2 separate regions of the Gossypium hirsutum genome follow, and region 1 is linked to region 2. The links are chromatin contacts, called in public Hi-C maps. All regions are on one chromosome and are shown on one strand. Each heading gives the region's core, a stretch centred on a gene start, on an enhancer-like site or on the middle of the called end of the contact. The rest is flanking DNA. Distances are from core to core; before and after follow the strand shown. Region 1 holds the start of LOC107896751 (probable serine/threonine-protein kinase WNK5). Region 2 holds the start of LOC107896756 (prosaposin).

Region 1 (6,441 bases), core at 1,080-3,579, 290 kb before region 2:
TTGGATGTATGTTTTGAAAAGATAGGGCATTGCATTCGTGGAAATCAGACTCGGGTCAGTTTTGATTTTGCAGTGCACAAGTCGAAGACTAGAAGTCTTTTAGCTTCTAAGCACAACTTCAACTCCGTTAATATCCTGCATAGTTCGAGATAAGTCCATAGTGGGCTTTGGCAAAGAAGGCATTATGAAAATACGAGTCAAGATGGAGATTTGTGAAGTTATACCTCGTATTTTTCGACTTTTCTTCTCCTAGTTAAACTCTATTTTTAGTTTATCTCTTAAACTCTGACTAGTATAGGTTATTTTAATATCAGTTTCTTACTTAAACTATGATTAGTATAGGATATTTTAATATTCTTTAACCTACAAATTTAACCTACAAATAGACCATTTTTTCACCCTAAAAAAATAACCTATTACACATTTAGGTATTATCTTTTACAAGCTTTTAGAAAATCTTGTGTTTACGTTTTGAGGATTATTATTTTGGGTTTTGGGGTTTAGTTTTATCTTAATATTTTGTACTCTTAATTTTGGCCATTTTAATGAAATCATTTTGAATCGTGATTCTTATCCTCTTCGGAAGGATTTTTCACGTAAAATATTTATTTTCAATCTTTTCAAATCCTTCGTTATTTTATTTTTTTTTCGTTGGTTTTTCAGGTTTATCCCCCAAAGAAACAATGATAATAACAATATAAGTTAATAAACAATATTATGTGAAAGCATAAAATTTTGATAAGTAGGTAGCTTACTTGATTGACCTATAATAATTTTATTATTACTAAAATATTCGGACCTAATTATTAAAAAAATATTTAACTTAAAAAATATTTAAAATATAATGTTATTTTCATTTTAAAATATATTTAAATTAGTTTTCTTTCCTTGGTATTAATTAAATTGTATTTGATTATTTTTATCAAAATTCCACATAAATTTTGTGATGATTCGTTAATAATTTGTTTAAGAAAGTAAAATTTAATAATATATTAGTTTAATTTTAAAAAACATAATAATTAATATTAGATTGAATTTAAATAAATAATATTGTGAAATTATTTTTAAAATATAAATATTGTAATAGAAAATTATGTGAAATTTTATTTTTATATATAGTTTCTAATTTAACATAGATTACTATTAAATTTAAATGTTTTGATCATTAAATAATTTATTGTAACATTGTTTATATTTTAAATATCTATTTCAATTTCAATAATGTATCTAATTTATAAAAATAGTGATAAATTTAAAATAACTGTTTTAAATAGTTTTAAATTAAAATATTGCATATAACTAAATTGAAAGGAATTATTATAAAAATATAGCTTATAAAGCACCATTAAAAATTATATAAAACATGACGGAGGGGTTTTGTTGCAATTTTCTCCTCCACTAATGTTTACATTCTTTCTTTGCTACTTGTCAAATTTTTATAATGTAAACAAATTTTTTTTATAGAATACTGTAAATACATTAAAAACTTCATAACCTTATTATATATGTATGATAACAATTTTTTTTTAAAAAATCAAACTTTTAAAAATAAATTTTCAAGTCATAATTAAATTAAAATCTTTAAAAACTTGATAAATACATATTTTTTAAGAAATAATTTCAGTTGTAAAATTGTTTTAAAATATTAAAATTTTTTATTGAAATTGTTAAAAATTTACAACATTTTCCAATAACGATAACATTAAAACTATTTAACAATACCAATAATTGTTTTAGGTTAAAAAAAATGTTTCTATAATTGCTTTAGATAATAATAAAAAGTTCTCTATTCGAAATAGTAATAAAAATGAAGTGTTTTGAGAAGTATGTTGACTAATTCATCATCTATTAAAATGATTTTATAGCATTTTGTTTTATATATAAATTTTATAAAAATCAAAACATTGCTTTTAAAAAAATTAAAATTAAAATTTATTTAAAAAACAAAATTAAAAAATAAAAAGCCTATATTAATTCACAATTTTAAAAATGAAATATAAATCATATAAGAAACAAATATATAATTACTGTGTACTTTAATAAATATGATGATATTTTTTTTTGTAATGATATTTTAATACTGTTTAGAAATTATTTTAATATCACATATATATATATTTGAGCGGCAATATTTCTCAAAATTTTATATTATCTATAAATTTGTTAAATATTTTTTTATACAGGATTATACTGTTTGAACCGGTGTAACATTGTTTAAATATAATAAATTTAAGCAATGCAAAAATGAGACTATTTTTATTTTTATTTTGTTACATCTGGTTTAATTATAATGTAAGCATTATTAAGGGTCATTAATTAGACTTTGTCAAATTGCGTCAGCTGAGCTGTGCTAAGAGGGCAGCGCACTGTACCAAATACAAACTGTCATCAAATCAGCTTCTCATCCTCTTTTTTTTTTTTTGTATTGTTTCAGTTTCGCCACCAACCCTTCATCGCCATACTTGTTTTCTTCTTCTTCTTCTTCTTCTGCAACTCTGTCTTTTGATCTTTCAGTTTATCTAAACCCCTAATTTATATTCTTGGGATAGGTTTCTCCACCACAAATGGTGATGTCAAAGCGTAGCCATAGGTTTTTCAAGTTTAGAAGTCTAGTTTCTTCCCGAAATCAAACTCCCACTTACCAAAATCTTCTCCGGTTTTAGAATCTTTGTTCATCCACTTAACTCAGGATTCGACACCATTTGCATAATCAAAAGCCTTTTTTTTGTTTTTTAATTTACTATATTGGCTGATTCCAAATATTCTCTCTTTTCCCCCTCTCTATCGATCCGAACCATTGTTTTTGGCTTTGGGTTCTTTTCTTTTTGCTCTAAAAATCTTCTTCGACAGTATCTCTAGACTTATATATATTATTGAATCTCGTGTTTCGCTTTCCAAAAGACTAAATGGTTTCCAAGAACTACTACGACTTCTCACATGCAGTTGTGGAAATGGCTTGGATTATGCTTAGCGTCGATTACTCAAGGCTCTTTTGGTTATTATTTGGTGTTTTCTCCTACGAAAATCATGAAGGAAAGCCTCGGATCATCTAGCACACCATAAATTTTCTTTGTTTTTTTCCACTCCCCGTTAATTCCATTTGCTGCCTTGTTCTTGAGTTATTCTATAATAGCTAGATAAAGTTTAGTATTTTTGTTCTCAATATATATATAGATATTAGAATAAGCCCCCGAGAGGTTTCGGACGGTACCTGATTTCTCAGACCATGTACCAAACACGTCTAGGGGGATGTGTTGATGGAGTTAAATCCCAGCATGGATACGTTGAAACCGATCCCTCTGGTCGGTACGGACGTGTAAGCTTTTCTTCATTCACTTTAAAATCCTTTTCTTCATTCACTTTAAAATCCTTTTTACCTTTTCATTGATGCATGAATTCCAATATCAAACTTTCAGTAGGAATAACTCTAATATCTTTTGCAATGATAATGGATAATTACATGCCATGTTGACTTTTCTTTTTGAGATGTGGGGTTTTGGTAATTCTTTGATGTTATGTTAGGATGAATAGTCGGAGATCTCAGAAATTTATTTGATACTGTATGTATATATAGTATGTGATTAAAGATGTTCTATAAGATTATTTATAAAATGGAACTTTGTTTGATCCATTCCTTTGGTCAACGGCCTTTCGATATGGTCGTATGGAGATTCTTTCAAATTTCCTGTAAAATCTGGGAAATAGGTTTTGATGATCATATCAAATATTTATATGCATTGTTTAAGCTTTAAAATGATTGAAACTGTGACTGTACATGGGAATTTTGTCTGCAGTTCAGAGAGATTCTTGGTAAAGGAGCTATGAAGACAGTGTATAGGGCATTCGATGAGGCCCTTGGAATGGAGGTGGCCTGGAATCAAGTGAAGCTTAACGATGTCTTCCGTTCACCGGAGGAATTGCAGCGTCTTTATTCCGAGGTCCACCTTCTCAAGAATCTTAAACACGATTCCATTATTCGATTCTACACATCTTGGGTTGATATCAATCGTAGAACTTTCAACTTCATCACTGAGATGTTCACATCTGGCACACTTCGAGAGTAATATAAGACTTTCCTATCTATTGAAAAAGTTACATTCCTGTTGTTTTAGGTGTAAACTTTTGCATGTTTGATGTAAATATAGGTATAGACAGAAATACCCGCGCATCGACATGCGAGCGGTTAAGAGCTGGGCTTGCCAAATTCTGCAGGGTCTAGCTTATCTACATGGCCATGATCCTCCGGTGATCCATAGAGATCTTAAGTGTGACAATATCTTTGTCAATGGCCACCTTGGACAGGTCAAGATCGGCGATCTTGGACTAGCTGCCATCCTTCGTGGCTCACAACATGCCCATAGTGTCATAGGTATGCTCTAAATTGCTATCATCTGCCTAAGTTTATATCTTTGTATGTTAATTTCTTCTAACTTGCACACGACACCAGGGACCCCTGAATTTATGGCACCAGAACTGTATGAAGAGGATTACAATGAGCTAGTAGATATATACTCCTTTGGAATGTGTGTATTAGAGATGCTTACCTCTGAATACCCGTATAGCGAGTGTTCCAATCCTGCTCAAATCTACAAGAAAGTGACTTCCGTGAGTTATATCCAGGTTCATTAATTCCAACAATCAACAGTTGAATTAATCTAAGACATGTCTGTTCTGTGTTCCTTCTTAACTCTCTAGGGAAAGTTGCCAGAGGCATTCTATAGGATTCAAGATGAGGAAGCCCGGAGGTTTATCGGAAAGTGCCTGGAGAACGTTTCCAAGAGGTTGCCTGCTCATGAACTCTTGCTTGATCCATTTTTGGCCTCTAATGAAGGGAATCTGCTGTCTGTCCCAAGAGTCCTGAGCCAAAAGCTAACTCAAAACGGCCCAGTTGCAGAGCTAGCGCCTTCTTTGCAGGCTGATCCGACAAGGAGTACTGATATGTCAATAACTGGCACAATGGATCCTGAAGATGACACAATTTTTCTCAAAGTACAGATTACAGACAAGGAAGGTACTTCTTAAGCTTCTTGTAATTATATTGGGGTACTATTGCATGGACGCTGGAGAAGTTCATCGATCCTAAGCGACTGAAATATTGAAAAATAGCCTTCTTCCTTTAAAACATGGATCAATTTCCATTAACAGCCTGCAAAATTTCATATTTAGTGTGCCTTCAACATTCTTAATCAATAATTTCCCTTCTTCCAGGTCAAGCTCGGAATATCTATTTTCCTTTTGACATAGTGAATGACACTGCAATTGATGTTGCCTTGGAGATGGTAAAAGAATTGGATATCAATGACTGGGAGCCATTGGAGATTGCTGATATGATAGAAGAGGAAATATCTTCTCTTGTCCCAACTTGGAAAGACTGGGGCTCCTCTCAAGTCTACCATCAGCACAGCTTTAAGTACGAAGATGAGGACGAAGATGATGCCCAAAATGAAATCTGCCACCCTTTCTATGCCACCTTCTCCCATTCTTCCTACGAAGCACAATTTTCTCACGGGAAAAGTGTGACTTCCAAGTGCAATTGGCCACAGGGTACATATAATCTTTGTTAGAAAATATTGCATGCATATATGTATCTAGGCTGTCCTACATTTGACAAGATTTGTTCATTTTTGCAGATTTATTCAGCAATGATGATGCAAGTTCCAGTTGCTCTATGAACTCCTTCCAGTACTCTACAATGAATTATGAAGACTTTGATTCGAGTCTACATCAAGGGGAGCACCCCTGCATTCCAAAGGGTCTTAAATCTACACGATTTTGTCCATCAGAGAGCATGACTGCTCACAGCTACGAACAGTGTGATGCACAACTTGATTCATGGAGGTCTTCTCACTTAAATGGCCATCGGAAGCTAACAAAGGTTCGTTCACTCGTGGACATACGCAGCAAATTGCTGCACCAAATGGTAATGGCAGAGATAAACAAGAGGCGCTTATTCAAGACCGTTGGAGCAGTGGAGAACATTGGATATCAAGAGCTGGGAGAAGTTTCAGGCAAGATATCTTGAATAAGTAGGAAACGGAAGGATTTGAAGATCATGTCGAAGATTTCATGGGAGATTTAGGTGGTAAAGGTCCCATTAATCTCTGTGTTAATATGCTTTTAGACTTTCAGTGGTGATGGTGTACAAAATCTGAGTCCTCAATCTGGTATAGTGTAATAACTAACGCAGGTTGCAGATATGTTGAAGACTATGAACCAAGTATTCCCTAAAACATCACCATATTTATGGATTGAGAAAACTTTATTGTTGTTGTAGTAGAACTACCATGCTTGTATGTATATGATGCGCCTGCAATCTGCATATGAATCTTTTACTGGATACATGAAATATACAGATTGCTTTCAACCTTGTTTTTGGCTACATAAATCACTTATAATTGCCTCTTTCTTTGCTCTAAAAAAAGGGTTCAAGCGATCACCTGA
Region 2 (6,513 bases), core at 484-2,983:
GAATACGAGAGCAACTCTTGTGAAGCACCTCAACTATCTCAGTCTGGGTCTTGTTTTGTGAAAGGAAATTAATTGCCTCAGTAGCAAATTCCTCACACAATGTGCACACATTGTCCTTCCAAACAATGTTTTCTACTACTTCCTCATCTTGCCCCTGGTTTGTCTGCACAACTGAACCAGGATTCTGTTTGATTACACTTGATTGTTTTCTCACTTCCATTGTACAATCTCAAGTTAAAAAGTTATACAGTTTGCAAATCTATTTCTTATTGGAGAAAGGCATGTATCTGCACATCTTCAATGAGCAATCATTTAGGGATCTCATTAACATCAGTAAACACTTCTAGGCAAAAGTATCAAAATTTCAAGCGTCTGTTAAATATAGATAGTAACTCATGATGCAATAAGCAAGGGATATATCGACCTGAATTTTTGGCAATAAGTGATCTAAGCTCAGCCCAAGATGATCTTGAAAGGCCAAAAATAAAAATGTTCAGAACCTATAAAAGCCGGTCTATAACCAAATCCCAAACTTATCCCAGGACCTCCAATTGCAAGCCCTATCTCAAATTTCCAACATAGTTCAAAATTTAGCTGGTAATTATTAATAGTTAATTTAATTCACACATTTTCACAAGCAAGTAAACTTAAGGGACCTTGGAACATATTCACCAATAAATTTAGTTCAACCATCATTAAGCTGCAACTTCATCTGAATATGGATTATTAAACCATTAAGGGAGTAACGTTCTGCATCATCTTTCAGGTATTATTACAATTAAACAAGCGAACTTAAGAAGCCTCTCTTAGGACTGGGAAAAGGAAAAGAGAATCTTGTAGATACCGTAAAGAGACGATAACATCAACAATGATTACCAAAACTCTTAACAGAATTACCTGATGCACCAGAGAGTACTACCGGAGCGGCTTCTAGTTGTCTAGCATCGCAAACCCAGCTTGCACCCAATACAAAGAGGAATAAGAGCCCAAGTCTCACATCCATAATGCCTGGAGTTATTCATTAAATAGCATGAGAATCACATAATTCAAACAAATAGTACTTGATGAAAAAGTAAATGTCTTTTACATGAACATATCCAAAGGTAAAAGATCCTATGACAACAATAGACAAAATTTTAAACTAATACACATATCACCTGAAAGGTGCGACCATAGTCTGAAAAGTGATAGAACCCAATACAAACAATAATATTATCCTTAATTACTAGCTATATCTCAAATTTCACCTATCAGTTAACTTTTTGACTGGGCTTCATACAACCCAGATACCAAAAGACCGGTAGTAGCTCCAGAATAAGCGAAAGTATAGCAGCAGCAACAATTCAAAAGCAGATTATTCCAAAACCCAATACTTACAACAATTCATATTCTTTGTGTTTCAATACTTGAAACTAAACCACAACATGTAGGATGAAAGAGAAACCAAAGCTTTCAAGTTTCAACAAAGAAGTACTATAAGAAAATCCCATCAAAGATTTTGCACAAAATTAAACAATGGAGAGGAAAAACAGATAAGATATAATGAAAATAGAAACAAAAAAGGATGGAAGAGAAGAGTTGTACCTTTGGAAAGCATAGTCAGCGCCAGAGGGAGATATTATTATTAATTCCCTGTGAGTGTCGGATTGGGCAAAGGCGTGGAATTGTCGTTGGCGCTGCCCCTTTTAAACTCATCTACCATCTCACCATTATCACCATATTTATTTGTAAATTTTTGGTTAAAATATGCTACAAATTACTATCTTCTTTCTATTATTAGAACTTAATATTTTTTTTCAGTTATTTAAACTTCTTTATCCTTTGAATTTTAAAATTTAAATTTAATTATTAATAGCATTAAATATTTTTTAAAGTTGACGTGTAACATTTTAAAATGAAAAAGATATTCATAAATGTCGTAATCAATTTGAATTGAATATAATAATTTTAAAGGTTCAATTTTAACGAATTAATTTAACTTAGCATAGAAGATTTAATTCCAAGTTATCAAAAGAAATTTGAGTTTTTTATATAATTATTAAATATAGACTATTTGAATAAAGATAATTCAATAACATAAATTAAAATTTTAAATTTTAGAAAGAGATTAATTTTAATATTATACTAATAAATCGATTGAAACTTCAATATTGAATAAAAATTTACAACTTTCAGGCAAGGGAGTAAGCAAGTATAATTTCAAATTTTTTAAGGCATTATTTTAATTTCTATTGTTTTTTTATTTTAATCCTTAATTTTGTTTTTCTAGATCCATACTTAAAAAAAAGATTTTTTTTGAATGACCAAAATGAAAACAACCAAGAAATTGGCTGGCCAAAATGAAACTATAAACATGATGTGATGTTTACAATTCATTGGTGTTAAAAATTTAACGTTTGGGTGATTAAAATGAAAGCTATCTCTGATGATGTAGACAAATTTGAAAGAATTTTTTTTTTGTATAATCAAAATAAAAACGCCTTAAAAATTGGATGACCAACTTAGTAATCTACCTTTTTATATAATAGAGGTGGAGAACATTTCTTTTCTTGTTTTAAGAAAATATTTATATATTTAGTACTTGACTTGGGTCATCCAGACGAAAACAAACTTGGATTGTATGATGTCCTGATATGATAATCTTAAAATGATAAATTTTTTTACAATATCTGGTGTATTATTAATTGTTATCTAATTTAGATTCATAATAAACACAACTTCACATATAATATCTGCAACACGTTCCCAATTAAATTCGAGAGTTACAACTTCAATATATCAAAATATTTGGTTCATTGAAACCATGTTCATAAACATATTTTACAATGGTTGTTGGTACCATATCGGTACCAATTGTATCGATTAATGTGTTCTATTTCAGTTTTAAATTGATACCAAGTAGTTCGTATTCCATTTTAGTTAAAATATTGTTGGGTTTTGACCATTTTGGTGCATTTGATATGTTCTGATCAATACTAACTTATGTCAGAGCACAGGGCGTACCTAGGGGGACTGGTAGAGTCCTTGACTCTTTTAAAATAGAAAATTTTTCATTTAAACTCTTAAATTTTTTTTTAAATTAGTAATGGTAAAATTGTACTTTGTCCCCCTAAAATAATAAAAATTTGATTTAATACTTTAAAAATTATAAATATATATACTACTAAAATGGTGAAATTGTATTTTTACTATCATAAAAATTACAATTTAATTTTGATTTTCCCTAAAATAATTTTTCGGCTTTGCTCTTGCCAGTGCATCGGCCTGCACTGGTTGGTACAAAATTTTAATATTTTAAATTTTCTTTTATCTTAAGCATTTTTTCTACAATTACATTTAAAATTAACAATTATTAAATTATATTATTGAACATAATTAATGATTTTAAAACTTATATTTACATATAAATATATTTGTAAGGATTAATTGAGATATATTTGGATGTATATATAATATATAACTTTTTTTTTTGACTAAATAAGGGTTGGAGATATTTTATTGGAAACAAAACTAATAAATGTTCTGGTAACATCAATAGAAAACTAATCAAATCAACAGACATAAAGGAAACTTAAGCGACGGCTAAAAGAAACCCAAAAACCACAACTAATTAAAACAAATAAAATTAAAATCCCCATCCATTATAGTGTCTGTCTCCAGCTTTGTCATTTGCCCAACGTCTCTTCCTCTTCATTTTCACTGGAGAAAGCCTGAAAGATTTTATTTGGGACGCTCTCAACGCCCCCTTTTCCATTTCCCTTTTCATCGTTTCAATCCAGTTCTCGTGGGCGCTCCAGTAGCCATTGATGATTGGCGTAGCCGGGGACCACCCCACGCAGGTAAATCATCTTCATTTCCTTCAAGCTTGTTGTCGCAACGATGTGGGCTAAGCGATTAGCTGATCTTGGAGCATAACGGAAAGTAATGGTCTGAAATTTGCTTTTTTCTCTTTGAATATTTCGAATATGCGCACTAACTTGCGATTTGTCCACTGATTGCGCCATGCATTTGGTTATGATGGACTTGGAGTCGCCCTCAATAACAACCTTTGTGTAGCCCATTTCTAAGCCAGTGAGGACTGCGCCGTAACAAGCAATTGCCTCTGCATCAAAAGCCGTATCAACCGCTAGATGCAGTTGAGATTTAGAAATTTCAACCTCTCCTTCTCCAGATCTTGCCACTATCCCCGATACCGATCTGTAAGTTGTGCTATCGAAAGAAGCATCAAAATTGATTTTAATTATTGGGTTCTCTGGGGCTTCCCATTTTGTTGAAAGCTGGACTGCAATGCAACATGGAGCCAGAAGCTTGCTACTGTCGAGACCAGCAGCTATCGAGCTCAGCTCATTTTGCTTGGTGCGCACGGATGGTTTTTGAACCGAATGAAGCAACCAATTTTACTGTTTTGTTCTGATGTAATTTGGTTCGGTTCAATTTTAGTTTGTTTGTAATACTAGTTAAACTTAAGTTAGTGATAAGATCTTTTGATGTAATGGCTGATTGGTCAGCTATATTTGATTATTTTTTGCTAGTGATTAGGTTTGTATTAGTTGGGACAGTTAAATACATTAGGTAACTGTCAATGTACATTGTAACTCTTTTATATTTCAAATTTGAATGAGAAATGATGGATGTTCAGTTACAACTTTGCTGAGTATTCAATTTTGATCAAATTTTTGCTTTGCTTTGCTCTTTCTTTGCTTCGATTCTTCTTGCTTCAGTCTTGCAAACACTGTGTTGTAACTTTGTTTGATATTTGCTGCTGCCATTGTTCCAACAAATGGTATCATGAGCCCGAGTCTTTGAGGGGCCTTTGTATGCAATCTGTTGTGTTCGAATCAAAACCAACAGCAAGTTCAAAATTTGGTAAGATTGAAGCAATTAAAATCAGTTTAGTAGAATGAGTTTCACTCCACCACCTCCACCAGTGTTCACTGGAGAAAACTATCACATTTGGATAGTTAAAATGAAGACTTATCTCCAGGCACATGATCTTTGGAGTGTGATCGAGAATGATGCTGAACCACCTCCATTGAGAGCCAATCCCACCATTGCACAGATGAGGCAACATACTGAGGAGCGAGCCAAGAAGCATAAGGCTATGGCCTGCTTGCAAAATGGAGTCTCTGATGTGATATTTACTCGCATCATGGCCTGTGACTCACCAAAGCGAGCTTGGGAGAAGCTGAAGGAGGAGTTCATGGGGACTGATAAGACAAGGCAACAGTAAGTGATCAACTTCAGGAGAGACTTTGAAAATTTGAGGATGAAGGGGTCTGAGACCATCAAGCAGTACTCAGATAGGATAATGGCCATTGTCAACAGCATTAGGCTCCTAGGAGTGGACTTCACAGAGAGCAGAGTTGTTGAAAAGGTTATTACAACTCTCCCTGAGAAATTTGAGTCTAAAATCTCTTCACTTGAGGACTCGAGGGACTTATCAGCCATTTCATTGTCTGAGCTGATAAACTCCCTGTATGCACTTGAGCAAAGGAGGGCAAATAGGCAGGAGGAGAATCCTGAAGCTGCTTTCCAGGCTAAAGCCAGTGAAGGCTCGAGTGTGAGTGCAAAAGGCAAGAAGCCTTGGCACAATAGAAGGGTTAAGTCAGGAAGAGATGAAGCAAAAAGGGTGTTCCCACCATGTGTTCATTGCAAGAAGACAACACATTCAGAAAAGTATTGCTGGTTTAGGCCAGATATTCAATGTAGAAAATGCAACCAGTTTGGCCATGTGGAGAAGGTGTGCAAGGGCAAACCAAGGGAGGCTGCTCTGCAACAAGCTAGACCTGCTGAGGACATTCAAGCTCAGAAGGAGCAAGTGTTCACAGCAACTTGTTTTGTTGGCACAACCAAGACCAGCAATGATTGGCTACTAGACAGTGGCTGCTCACACCATATGGCAGCAGATGAGAAGCTGTTCAAAGGCCTAGACAGAAGCTTCCACTCGAGGATTAGAATTGGAGATGGTAGGCTGATTGAGGCTAAAGGCAAGGGCAGTGTGTTGATTAGCACTGGTTCAGGTAACAAGCTGATCTCAGATGTGTTTTTTGTACCTGACTTAGACCAGAATTTGCTTAGTGTAGGCCAATTAGTTGAAAAGGGCTATACATTGGTTTTTAAGGATGGTTGCTGTATTGTTCAAGACATGAATGGTTTGGAGTTAGTCACAGTCTCTATGACTGATAGGTGCTTCATGCTGGATGTTAGCCAAATAGAAAGAAAGGCATACACCAGCCTTGTTGAAAGCACTGACTTGTGGCATAGGAGACTAGGCCATGCAAATTTTAGATCCATCGATCTGTTACATAGGCTGAATTTGGTTGATGACATTTCAAAAATTGAAGTTAGTGGGAATGTTTGTGAGGTTTGTCAGCTTGGTAAGCAGGCTAGACTGCCTTTTCCTGCTGACAGTGCTTGGAGAGCTCAAAACAAGCTCGAATTGGTGCACTCTGATGTTTGTGGCCCTATGAGAACACCTTCAATCAGTGAGAACAGGTACTTTGCCCTGTTTAT

Evidence for each region. Hi-C and Micro-C count contacts between places; a contact is called where the count stands out from the background.
Region 1: a contact with region 2 is called in a Hi-C map of leaf, with 3 times the contacts expected there. The contact joins the promoter of LOC107896751 here to the promoter of LOC107896756 in region 2. A contact is called at or near these places in 3 of 34 Hi-C or Micro-C datasets (leaf and petal).

What each region holds. Positions count from the first base shown.
Region 1 is chrA10:86,341,344-86,347,784 of Gossypium_hirsutum_v2.1, reverse strand. It overlaps LOC107896751 (probable serine/threonine-protein kinase WNK5), which reads left to right and starts at 2,329. Exons shown (of 7, transcript XM_016822015.2): 1 at 2,329-3,316; 2 at 3,795-4,060; 3 at 4,146-4,369; 4 at 4,448-4,605; 5 at 4,696-5,011; 6 at 5,209-5,544; 7 at 5,631-6,364. The coding sequence starts at 3,227. The coding sequence ends at 6,022.
Region 2 is chrA10:86,045,950-86,052,462 of Gossypium_hirsutum_v2.1, reverse strand. LOC107896756 (prosaposin) reads right to left here and starts at 1,733. Exons shown (of 6, transcript XM_016822021.2): 1 at 1,585-1,733; 2 at 898-1,008; 3 at 1-171. The coding sequence starts at 1,597. LOC107895544 reads right to left here and starts at 5,052. Exons shown (of 2, transcript XM_041078563.1): 1 at 5,028-5,052; 2 at 3,771-4,282. The coding sequence starts at 5,052. The coding sequence ends at 3,771.